Regions from separate parts of the Mus musculus genome. Here region 2 is linked to region 1. The links are chromatin contacts, called in public HiChIP or PLAC-seq maps. All regions are on one chromosome and are shown on one strand. The core of a region is the stretch at or near the end of the contact, and the rest is flanking DNA. Distances in the headings are between cores, read along the strand shown.

Region 1 (5,617 bases), core at 883-3,382:
CCACCCAATTTCTTTCCTTTCTCCCCTTCTTATTCTGACACAGGCTCTCTCTCTCTGTAACCCAGGCTAGCCTCCAATCACAGCAATCCTCCTGCCCCACTCAAGTCCCAAGTGCTGAAATTACAGGCATGATACCACACCTGGCTCTAAAACTGTTTTCAGACTTTGAGGTAGGCTTCTGAGGTCTCTTTCAGGGGTTCCAAGCCTGGTCCTTTGGAAGGCTCCTTGTCGGAAGCAGGGTTGTGGTTTTATAACCTAAGAAAACAGGGAAGCCCTGGGATTCTTAGAGTTGGGGGTTTATTGTACATTTTCTTCTGGGAGAGAAAATAGACTTGATAAAATAAGGAAAGCCAAGGAGACAGGTGACTCAGGAGAAAAACTGCTGTTTCAGAGATGCTAATGGGTTTGCTATGACACAAATAAAGCTTTAAGTCGACAAAGTTATGTAAGGTGTGGCGTGTGTGTGTGTGTGTGTGTGTGTGTAGTATCACCAACAAGTTTGCAGACAACCAACTTCAGGAGTCCAGGACGTGGGGTTTTAAGTTATTTTCAGGACAGCTGTTTTCCACCCCCATCCTAAGAAAGAAAGCAATGTGTTTAATCTAACACTTGTAGAGCTCACCGGTTTAAAGGGAGCATGGCGGCCCACACCTGTAACCTGAGCATGTAAGCTGAGGCAGTAGGATCTTCACGAGTTCAGAATGAGGCTCTGTCTCAAAACACCAGCAACAAAACCGTGGGCTAAGTAGAAAGTGCTCTCTGCCCTCCCACCAGCCTGGCTGAGAACGGGTCTTCAGGGGCTTCCCCTCTGCCCTCCCACCAGCCTGGCTGAGAACGGGTCTTCAGGGGCTTCCCCTCTGCCCTCCCACCAGCCTGGCTGAGAATGGGTCTTCAGGGGCTTCCCCTCTGCCCTCCCACCAGCCTGGCTGAGAATGGGTCTTCAGGGGCTTCCCCAGTGGGCAGGAGTTTCTAGCTTGTTTTGTTTTGTTTTGCTTTGCTTTGCTTTGTTTGGGTTAGATTGGGTTTTGGTTTTTTAGAGACTGGGTTTCTCTGTAGCCCTGGTTCATTCTGGAACTCCATCTGTAGATCAGGTTGGGCTCCAACTCAGAGATCTTCCTGTCTTCTGTGCTGGGATTAAAAGTGTTCCACCACCCAGCTGCTTCTTGCCTCTTGTTGAAGGTTTTGGCTGTACCTGATCATTGGCTATTCAGGGAGCCCCTTGTTTACCATTTAGCAACACATACCCATTTTAAAGTTTACATGCATCCTGGGGCCTGGGGAGATGGCTCCCATGGTTAAGAGCACTGGCTGTTCTTGCACAGGGTTTGATTCCCAGCACCCACTTGGCAGCTCAAAAACAACCTAGAACAGCAGTCCCTGGGGAGCTTAAGTCCTCTTCCAAATGCCAGAGGCCCTTTCAAATACATGGCAGGCACACACACACACACACACACACACACACACACACACACACACACACACACACAGAGTTCTTGACATTGATAGTTGAACAAACCGTCTTTATACACACATATAAAGTGAAAAGTGAGATTTCTTATTTCTTTTTAAAGGTTTATTCATTTTTGTTTATGTGCATGGAAGTTTGCCTGCATATTTCTGTGTGCCACGTGTGTGCCTGGTAGCTAGGGAGGTCACAAGAGGGTGTCAGATCCCCTGGAACTGGAATGACAGACGGCTGTGAGCCACCACATGGGTGCACGGAACTGAACTTGGGTCCTCTACAAGAGCAGCTAGTGCTCTGAACCATCACTCCAGCCCATGGTTTCTTCTCGAGAATGACTCCACTGGGTGTAGTGGTGCATGCCCTTAGCCCTGCATTCAAGAATCGGTTTGAAAGCAGGTGTAGTCTCCATTGACAGTACCAGACTAGCCAGGCCTAAATGCTCAGACCGTCTTAAACAGACAAGCAAACACTACAACCAAGAAGCAGTTAGTTCTAGTAAAATTCATTCTTCGCACTTTACTTTCTATCAAAACCTTTCCACAGGCAGTTACAGCCTAAAGCAAGTTCTTGAGTCGTTTGTGTTTTCTTTGTTTGGTTTGAACCAGTCTCCTGTGTCCCTGGCTTGCCTTGAGTTGGATACAAAGCCAAGCATAACCTTGAACCTCTGACCTCCCTGACTCCTCCTCCTGATTATAGGCGTCTGTCACCACACCCAGCCTCAAGTTTGTGCTTCTCAGTGGTTTGGAGAATGAAATTAGAACTTTTCTACCTGGACTGAAAGCTAAGAAGACAATCAGGGCCTAAACTGCAAAGACAGGACATGTTTCAGGCCATGAGAAGGCTGCTCACACTGTGCAATCTTTATCGATCCATCTCTGACTCCCACCTCGGTCCTGCTAATCCCAGGACTCTTTGTCAGTCTCGGGGAAAGCTGCTCTCTCTGAACTGGTACCTCAGTGCCAGGCAGTAGTCAGCTGAGTCACAGAACTGCAGAAGATGAGGAAAATGGATGGCAAAAGCCAATGGAGTCTTGTCCAATATTCTACGGACAGGATGTTTCAGATACCAGTGCCTATGAAGTAAGAGTTCTCACCATAGCTTGAAGAGACCCCACATCAGTGTTGGGTAGAGCAACCGACAACCGGGGAGTCCAGGGTCTATTTAAGCGTCCCTGTTAGCCTCAGGCCATGTGTGACAGATAGCTGGGGAATCCAGGGTCTATTCAAGGGTCCCTGTTAGCTTCATGCCAAAACAACCTCAGCTATTTGGCTCTAGAAGAAGGAAACAGCCAACTTAATTGAGACCACAGCTGAATAGGTGAGCAGTCTCTGACAATACACTTGGAAGAACCTAGACGGAAGTCACCTTCCTCCCTTCTAAGTCACCCTCCTCCCTGCTAAGTTACCCTCCTCCCTGATAAGTCACCCTCCTCCCTGCTAAGTCACACTCCTCCCTCCTAAGTCACACTCCTCCCTGCTAAGTCACCCTCCTCCCTGCTAAGTCACCCTCCTCCCTGATAAGTCACCCTCCTCCCTGATAAGTCACCCTCCTCCCTGATAAGTCACCCTCCTCCCTGATAAGTCACCCTCCTCCCTGATAAGTCACCCTCCTCCCTGCTAAGTCACCCTCCTCCCTGATAAGTCACCCTCCTCCCTGCTAAGTCACCTCCTCCCTCCTAAGTCACCCTCCTCCCTCCTAAGTCACCCTCCTCCCTCCTAAGTCACCCTCCTCCCTGATAAGTCACCCTCCTCCCTGATAAGTCACCCTCCTCCCTGATAAGTCACACTCCTCCCTGATAAGTCACCCTCTTCCCTTCTAAGTCACCCTCCTCCCTGATAAGTCACCCTCCTCCCTGCTAAGTCACCCTCCTCCCTCCTAAGTCACCCTCCTCCCTGATAAGTCACCCTCCTCCCTGCTAAGTCACCCTCCTCCCTGATAAGTCACACTCCTCCCTCCTAAGTCACCCTCATGGACATGTGTTCTGTTCACAGGTGACTTCTCACTCCCACGTCACCTTTCTTTCCTCTCAGAATTTCAAGTAAAGATGTCACCTGAAAGTAGCTGGTAATGGGCAGTGCCGGCAACTGGGAGAAAGCCTTCTTGGGGCCTGATGATTGCAGGTGTTGGGTGTGGGTGTAGGTTACCAATGCTGCCTATAATGTATGGGCTTTTTATAAAAGATGTGTTTCATGGCTTTTGATCTCAAGGAATAAAAGTATCTCTAAGGAAACAACACAGATGTATCAGAGAAGAGAGCAAAATTAGTTCTGCTAAGAGATGGCTCGCTCAGTGGTCTAGACTGCTTGCTCAATTCCCAGCAACCACGTTGGGCAGCTCACAACTATCTGTAACTCCAGCTCCAAGGGATCTAATGCTTTTATCTGGCCTCATCGGGCACCTGTACATACCACAGGTGGGTACACATACACACAAGCAAAAATAAATCTTTAAAGTTACGTCTATGACAAAATAGTTGGTAAAATTATAAGTCTCAGAAGAAATCAGAAAAATTGGGGCCCAGTGTCTTCACAATGATTTTGAGTGCAATGGTGTGCCTCAAGCTTGGGATCAAAAGATCAGCCTTAGACATGCAAGCTCAGAGCTGGCCACTCCCTCTGATGGTGGCCGCTGTTGGACACTTCACTGGCTGGTGTTGATGGCCATCAGACTGGGTGACGTTGGAGGTCCTACACTCTGACACCGTCTCCCAAGTCTGTCAGGCATTCTCTGGCTCAAAACCGAGCACAGGACCATTAAGAAGCTACTGACATCTTTGAGTCTCAGTTTCTTTGTAAAGGAGATTTTCCATGTATGCGACAGGACATATATAAAGTCCAGGATCAAACACGTACATGTATGTACAGAGAACATCTTGTTAAAGATTTCGGTTGATGAGAAGCAGGGCTGGTGTCAGTGTGCATATGGGAGCTGGTGGCACCATTACAGACTATGGCATCATATGATCTCATATATAAATTTAAAAATAGCCAGGGGGTAGTGGTGTACGCCTTTAATCCCAGCACTCAGGAGGCAGAGGCAGGTCAATCTCTGACTTTGAGGCCAGCCTGGTCTACAGAGCAAGTTCTAGGACAGCCAAGGCTACACAGGGAAGCACTGTGTCTAAAAATAATAAATTAAAGTAAATTAAAAGGCGATGTGGTTAAAAGTCCAGCTCTAGAATCTGCATGGCCTGGGTTTAAGTGTGGACTCTAGATCTGCTCTTTTCTCTCTCTCTCTCTCTCTCTCTCTCTCTCTCTCTCTCTCTCTCTCTCTCTCTCTCTCTCTTTTTGTTTGTTTGTTTGTTTGTTTGTTTGTTTGTTTGTTTGTTTTTCGAGACAGGGTTTCTCTGTATAGCCCTGGCTGGAACTCACTCTGTAGATCAGGCTGGCCTCGAACTCAGAAATCCGCCTGCCTCTGCCTCCCAAGTGCTGGGATTAAAAGCGTGCGCCACCACAGCCCGGCTTTCTTTCTCTTTTTAATGCCCAGGCTGGCCTGGACCTTGTCCCTTGCCTGTGTAGGACCCAGAGCTCTGGTCTCCAACCTTCACTTACTGAGAGCTGGCTTTGCAGGTCTGTACACCACACCCAGATTATGCTGTTTGGGGAATCAAACCCAGGGCTTTGTGTATGCCAGGCAAGGACTGTACCAACAGATCCTCAACCTTAGTGCCTCTGACACTTAAGAGGTGTTGGATGTGTGCTTGATTCTCTTCATCAGATAATGGAGGCAATAGTAATGCTACTCCAGAATCCTGGTTATCACTGTTGCTGTTTTTAAGGACTTATTTTTATTTATTTTTTAAGACTGTATTTATTTTGTGTATTAGTGTTTTGCTTGCAGGTGTGTCTGTGCACTGCATGTGTGCCTGGTGCCTGAGAGGCCAGAAGAGGGTATCAGATCCTCTGGAAGTGGAATTTCAGATGGTTGTGAGCCACCTATGGGTGCAGGAACAGAACCTAGGTTCTCTGTAAGAGCAGTAAGTGCTCTTAGCTGCCGAGACAGCTGGCCAGCCCCTCAGAGCACTGGTTTAAGAATGAGCTGGTAGGCAGACAGTCCTCAGCTCAGTACCTGCTCAGGGTGAGATTTCATCTACACTGTTGGTAGTCCCTGAAAATGTCAGTCTCCCTGTGATGCACAGGAAATTGTTGAGAG
Region 2 (5,617 bases), core at 2,072-4,571, 180 kb after region 1:
AACAAGCAGCCCCACCCTCCCACCGCCGTGCCTCCTTCACTGGGGACTGTGTCCCCTCACAATTTGAGACCAAAGAAGCTTATCCTCCTATAATTGCCTCTTGTGAGGTATTTGGTCACATTGATTATAAAAAGCTGCAAGTTATTAGATCTCATCAGCTAACTGATGATATCTACCCATTGTATTCCCCAGAGACCTCCAGGAAAAAGGGGGGCTTCTGGCCATTCATTCAACACGGCCACTGTGCATGCTCTTATCTTGGGTTGAACTGAGGGACAACGAACAAGCAGGCCACGCTGTACTAGAAAATCAGACGATCACATTTACACAATGGTTCCAGTCTTCCCGGTTCCAAGCCTCAGAATGCTAAGGCCACGAAGCACAGGTACTTTGTACTGAGATGGAGACAGAGTGAGTTTGTCTTCCATATTCCTTGTGTGTGTGTCATCTCTGTACCCGAGTGTAAGGGTCTTCGTGTCTGTGTACTCACGTGCACACATGCAGAGGCCAGAGTCAGGTGTCTTCCTCCACTGTTGTCTACTCCATCGCTTTGGAACATGGTCTCTCACTGAACCCAAACCTCCCTCCCCGTTTTGGCTAGGCTGGCTAGGCAGCACGCTCCAGGATCCACTTGTCTCTGCCCCGAAATTCTGGAGTTACAGATACACGCAGCTATATATATCTGTCTTGTTATGTGGGCGCTGGGGACTCAACCTCACTCTTCCCCTCTGAGCCATCTCTCTAGTCTCCACTGAGTCTCTCCCTAGCCTCTGATTTAATTTGATTTTTTACAAACAAGTGTTATGTTTTAGCTCAGTTCTACATTTACATGAAAGCTGTGGAAACTGGCTCAAGGATGTAGCTTGGTGGTAGACTGCTTGATTCTTGTGCATGGGTCCCTGGGTTCAATTCTCACACACTGCAGAGAAAACAGCTAGATAAATGACTCCATTCAGTAATCTTTGAACGTGTTCGGCATTGAGCACATGACTTCGCCTGCTTAGCTTCCAATGTCCTTATCTTCAAGATGAGATCTACAGAGCCGTTTTATGAGTTTGTCAGAGTAACTTTCTTAAACCTTCATTCTTGTTGCGCAACAAATGTCAGCCTTGCCCTCAGCTGTGTGACTGGGTTTCTTTAAAGACTGCTTGTCATTCCTGGATGGACAGGCCAGTCCTTTATGACTTCGCAGCCTCTGTGTCATCTGTCCCAGCCTCTTGGGTAGTGGCCACACCCCACCAGGACTCAGATTACTTAAGAGTTGTGTTCCAATTAGAAAAGGAAAGTTCTTATTCTAGGAATTACTGACTATGTCACCGTGAAATTGGAGCCATTTCAAAGAGCTGACACACTTAGAAGGCTGGAAGGAACTAGAACCACGTGCTTCATATTCTCCGGCATGGTTGCTCCCCAGCCGGCTGAATTCACCTAGAAATGAGTAAGATCAACTGACTCGCTCGTGTGAGAAGAGTCAGCCATCAGACCAGAGTAAAAGAAGATTTTCAAGACCCTGTCTCCTGTGATGCTTCATGCTGGGCTGAAAAATGAGCACAGACACATATAGTTTTTTGTTTTTTTGTTTTTTTCTAAAACCAAACCCCACACCTCTTTGACTTTTATTTGTAAAGAATCTTCCTAGTTTTGAAAATTACTTAGAGTCATTATTATGGGGAACTGTCCATTATTATTTTTTAAGATAATCATTTTTGGATCTTAGCAGTATACCAAGAACCATGCCAAAGGGTGGTATTTTCGAATCAGCCTCATCATGTCCTCTATGCAGATGGCCCTGTTTATGGGCCTGTTTCCAGAACCGGTGTCTTTAGGCCCAACAATGACTGTTAATGAGGCTTTAGCAAATTCTCTGGGGCTGACCACAGGTAGGAATACCTTTGCTGGGTATTGGTCTGATGGTCTGATCATGTAGACAATGAGGAATAAGGCAGCCATGGATCTCCACAGAGCAGAGCAGAGGTAAGACAAACTGGGAGTTGTTGTAATAAAATTTGATGAGACTTATAAAGTCTGGAGTCTCACAGCAGTCAAGTCAAAGCGTAGTTTGATGGTGACAGTGTGAGGAGCTGACGCTCACTATGAGAAATGTGGGTTGTTGACAACATATGCCATTGAATCCACAAACTTACAGTCCTTTAAGGCCTCCTTTCTGCCCCCACACTTTACCCTCCCCCTCCTTTCTCCTCAACTCTTTTCTTTTTATACCCTTTCCCCTTGGCCCCTTTTCTTTTATACCTAAGTTAAGAACATAGTTTCTTTTTCATTAGTATTCAAATTGCTATCTCTTTGTTTTTAACTGGAATTGGGGAGCTTCCTCAGGTCAGAAGGCACTTTCACTAGAAACAACCAGAAACAAACTAACCAGAAACTGAGTTCAAACACTTAGTGAGCCTCTTTACGATGATCAGTTCTTATTAAACAATACAGACTTAGGCAAAATGAGTCAGACATAAGGATATCGCATTCCCCGAGACCATTTGAACTCTAAGAAGTATTTTCTATTATTAAAGTAGTTCACCAGGCAGTGGTGGCACACGCCTTTAATCCCAGCACTCGGGAGGCAGAGGCAGGTGGATTTCTCAGTTTGAGGCCAGCCTGGTCTACAGAGTGAGTTCCAGGACAGCGAGGGCTACACAGAGAAACCCTGTCTGGACAAACCAAAAAAAAAAAAAAAAGTAGTTCACTTGTTTTTGCCCAGTCCAAAATATTGGAAAAACAATGTAAAATACATTCTGAAACTCATATCCCAAGAGGTCTGTCAGTCCTCCAATTTCTTAGAACAGGTGTCTTATTTCCATACCTAAATTTATGCAGTTTGGGGCTTCACCTGGATGGGGGGGGGGGGGAAGAGCAGACTTTCTTGCAAAATCAAGCAAGCAAACAAAGGAATTCCCCCACCTCCACTCCCCTTGCCCTGCACTTTAAAGCTAGATAGAGAAGTCACCTAACTGAAACTTCAAAACAATGTGGCCTTGGATTTGAGTTTCAGTCTGGCGGTTTGAGGTTTGTAGGACCCCCAAGGCCACACACAGCATGTGGAGTGCCTTGTCTGTCCCAGATGACTTCTGCTATTATCGTGTTAATTTGATCCTTTGAAGGTGCAAAGAATTAGAAATAACCACCTGATCATCTGTTCCAGGTTTGCTTAAAAGCGAATGGTGAGAAAAAGTAGGTAAAAGTTGAAGGGCCCGTTGACTGGCTAATGGAGAACTCACTAGCCTGTCTTGGCCATCGGGCGGGCGAGCTGTGAGGAACAGCTCCAGCGAGGGCGCCTCCGTTCCCCTCCCTTGACCAGCACTCAGCTCCCCTCCCGTGACGTCACGGGAGACCTTGGCTCCTTGCCACGCCCATGACTCAGCTCTAGCGTCTGCTTTTCTCCACCTGCTTATTTTCTAATTACTACCACTGACTTCGCTCACTTTCTCTCAGTCTTGCGGCTTTGCTTACTCATGGCTTCTGTTTCCTGTCTTCCTTCCCTCCACTTCTGCATTTACCCAGCGTTGACCCTCCCAGGATGTTTCCTACGCAAATTCTGCAAGACAAAAGAAAGTTGAGTGCTACATTCCAGGCCAGGAGACTTCAGGTCCCATGCCCTCCCTGACTAATTAGCAAGTCTCAACAACAGCAAGGACGTAGCAACACACCTCTAGGGAGCATCTCACCAAGCCACTGTGATGCTTTGCACGGGAGAGCCACAAACTGTTGTAACCAAAGACACTTAGCCTGAAAGACTGCACGGTGTTTATCATTCAATTTTGAAACTAAACAAAGCCTGGTGTTAAGGTATGTTAGTGGTCCTCATCACTGCAGAACCTACCGAATATGGAAAAGTCTAAAGCTTGGCTGGTAAACCCTGCCAAAAGTGAGCCGCTTTGGCCGAATTGTCTTTGCTTAGGAGAGTGAGTGGTATTGGTATATGCATTGAAGGAAGATTGCTGACTTTAGAAAAAGTAGAGTAGGAAGCGAACAAGAAATGCGTCCTTAGTTTCCCACCTCGGGATGCTACAAGGAAGTGGGAAGGCAGAAACAGGACTAGGATCAAAACCACAAAACCGGCTACTCACCCAGAGCCCAGGCTTTCTGGGCTGGACTTCGTATGTGCACAGGCATATCTTTTTCTTTGCTGGAGGAAGATTCCATAGTGTAACAAAGACTTTGAAACTCTCATTAGAGAATCTCCAACCCCAGCTCCAGGCGCTTATTCTGCCAATACGATTTCGCCATTTCCTCCCTTAAACAATGTGAGTGACAGAAGCTCTGTCCTAGGTTTGACGTGGGGTATAAAGAAAGGCCTCGGGCCGCATATCAGGAGGAAGGCTTGCGTTAACTCTTGTCAAATGTTAAGCATGCCCAGTCATGCATTAATCAATCCTTCAAGACTGACTGAGAGGGGCAACTTCCATCACACCCATAAATAAAGCCGCAGACTGTGGGGTGTGCACAGTGCTTGGCAGGGAAACATTTATAAGTGATTTGTCATAAGGATATTCATATCTATTACAGACATTGATTTTGTTGTAAGAATCTAATGTTTTGAGCCTTTTTTTTTTTTTTTTTTTTTTTTGGCTGTACAATCAAGGGATTAGGAAGAAGATAAGGAGGAGACATTACCTCACAGGCTATCCACACATATTATCTCTATATAATTTAGTTGTGATTATAATTATAATTCCCTAAAAAGCACTCATGGCTTTTCAAATATGAGGTATTACCATTTTGTAATTATTAATCACTCCAACCTTCTCTGTATTCTTTCTTAAGAGCGTCTGAAAACACTAATTTTATCTGATTGATAAGGTTTTCCTTTCAGATTCTTTCCAACAATGAAATCATGTAAAGCCCAGCTCAGTAGACATCAAACCGCAGACGTGACTACACATCTCTTTCTGTTCCCCGTGTGTTGGTGATTCTCACTGATGTCGCACTAACAAGGGCCAAGTAGGGCCGAAGGAGTTTATTTTGCCTTCTCTTTCTGGAGGGAGACAGCCTATCACAGAGAGGGGGGCATAGCAGCAGACATCCATGAGCGAAGCCTTAATGGCAGAAGCAGGAGGCCACTTGGCTATGCTCCATCTACACTCAGAAAGTAGAATTTGAATGAGAAGAGAGACCCAGTTACAAAGTTCAGGCCTGTCCCCAGGGATCTCTCCCTTCACCTTCTAAAAGTTCCACAACCTTCTCAAACTTGGAAGGTTCCCTGTTGGGAGCAAATAAGCAAATCTATGAGCCCACGGGTGATGTAATTCCTTATTCAAACTACAGCAACCAATCTTTGAGGAGTCAAGATTCGACGACTTGCTGAAATTCTGTATCATTTTAAGTATTATACTTATTTAAGTTACTTTTTTAGTAGACGAGGAAATCAGACACAGGGAAGGTATACAGAATCACACCAGAGATAAAGCTGGGGTCATGAAAACATAGATCTGTGGACTCCATCAGTCTGCCTGCCATCAGGACCAGCAGGCTAACCATGCATACCAGTGACCAGCCACATGGACCAGGGAACTGTACCAGACAATTCCACCAGTGACCAGTCAACTGCATCAGTGGAGTAGCCTGCATCAGTGACCAGCCACTTACACTAGTGGGCCAGACACTG

Evidence for each region. HiChIP or PLAC-seq counts read pairs in DNA pulled down with a chosen protein or histone mark.
Region 2: an H3K27ac HiChIP or PLAC-seq map of embryonic stem cells shows a contact between it and region 1, with 11 read pairs. The contact joins two enhancer-like sites. A contact is called at or near these places in 1 of 484 Hi-C or Micro-C datasets (embryonic stem cells) and 3 of 115 datasets of contacts at active chromatin or transcription factors (CD8 T cells, effector CD8 T cells and embryonic stem cells).

What each region holds. Positions count from the first base shown.
Region 1 is chr6:145,092,524-145,098,140 of GRCm38.p6, forward strand. No RefSeq gene overlaps it. Among named protein-coding and RNA genes, the nearest start is that of Bcat1, 19 kb to the left of the region's middle. Within about 2 kb of position 2,133, at least 20 of the 459 cell types and tissues checked have an H3K27ac peak or open chromatin away from gene starts, as enhancers often do. A contact at or near this core is called in CD8 T cells and embryonic stem cells, where this site is marked.
Region 2 is chr6:145,273,045-145,278,661 of GRCm38.p6, forward strand. No RefSeq gene overlaps it. Among named protein-coding and RNA genes, the nearest start is that of Gm15706, 25 kb to the left of the region's middle. Within about 2 kb of position 3,322, at least 235 of the 459 cell types and tissues checked have an H3K27ac peak or open chromatin away from gene starts, as enhancers often do. A contact at or near this core is called in CD8 T cells and embryonic stem cells, where this site is marked.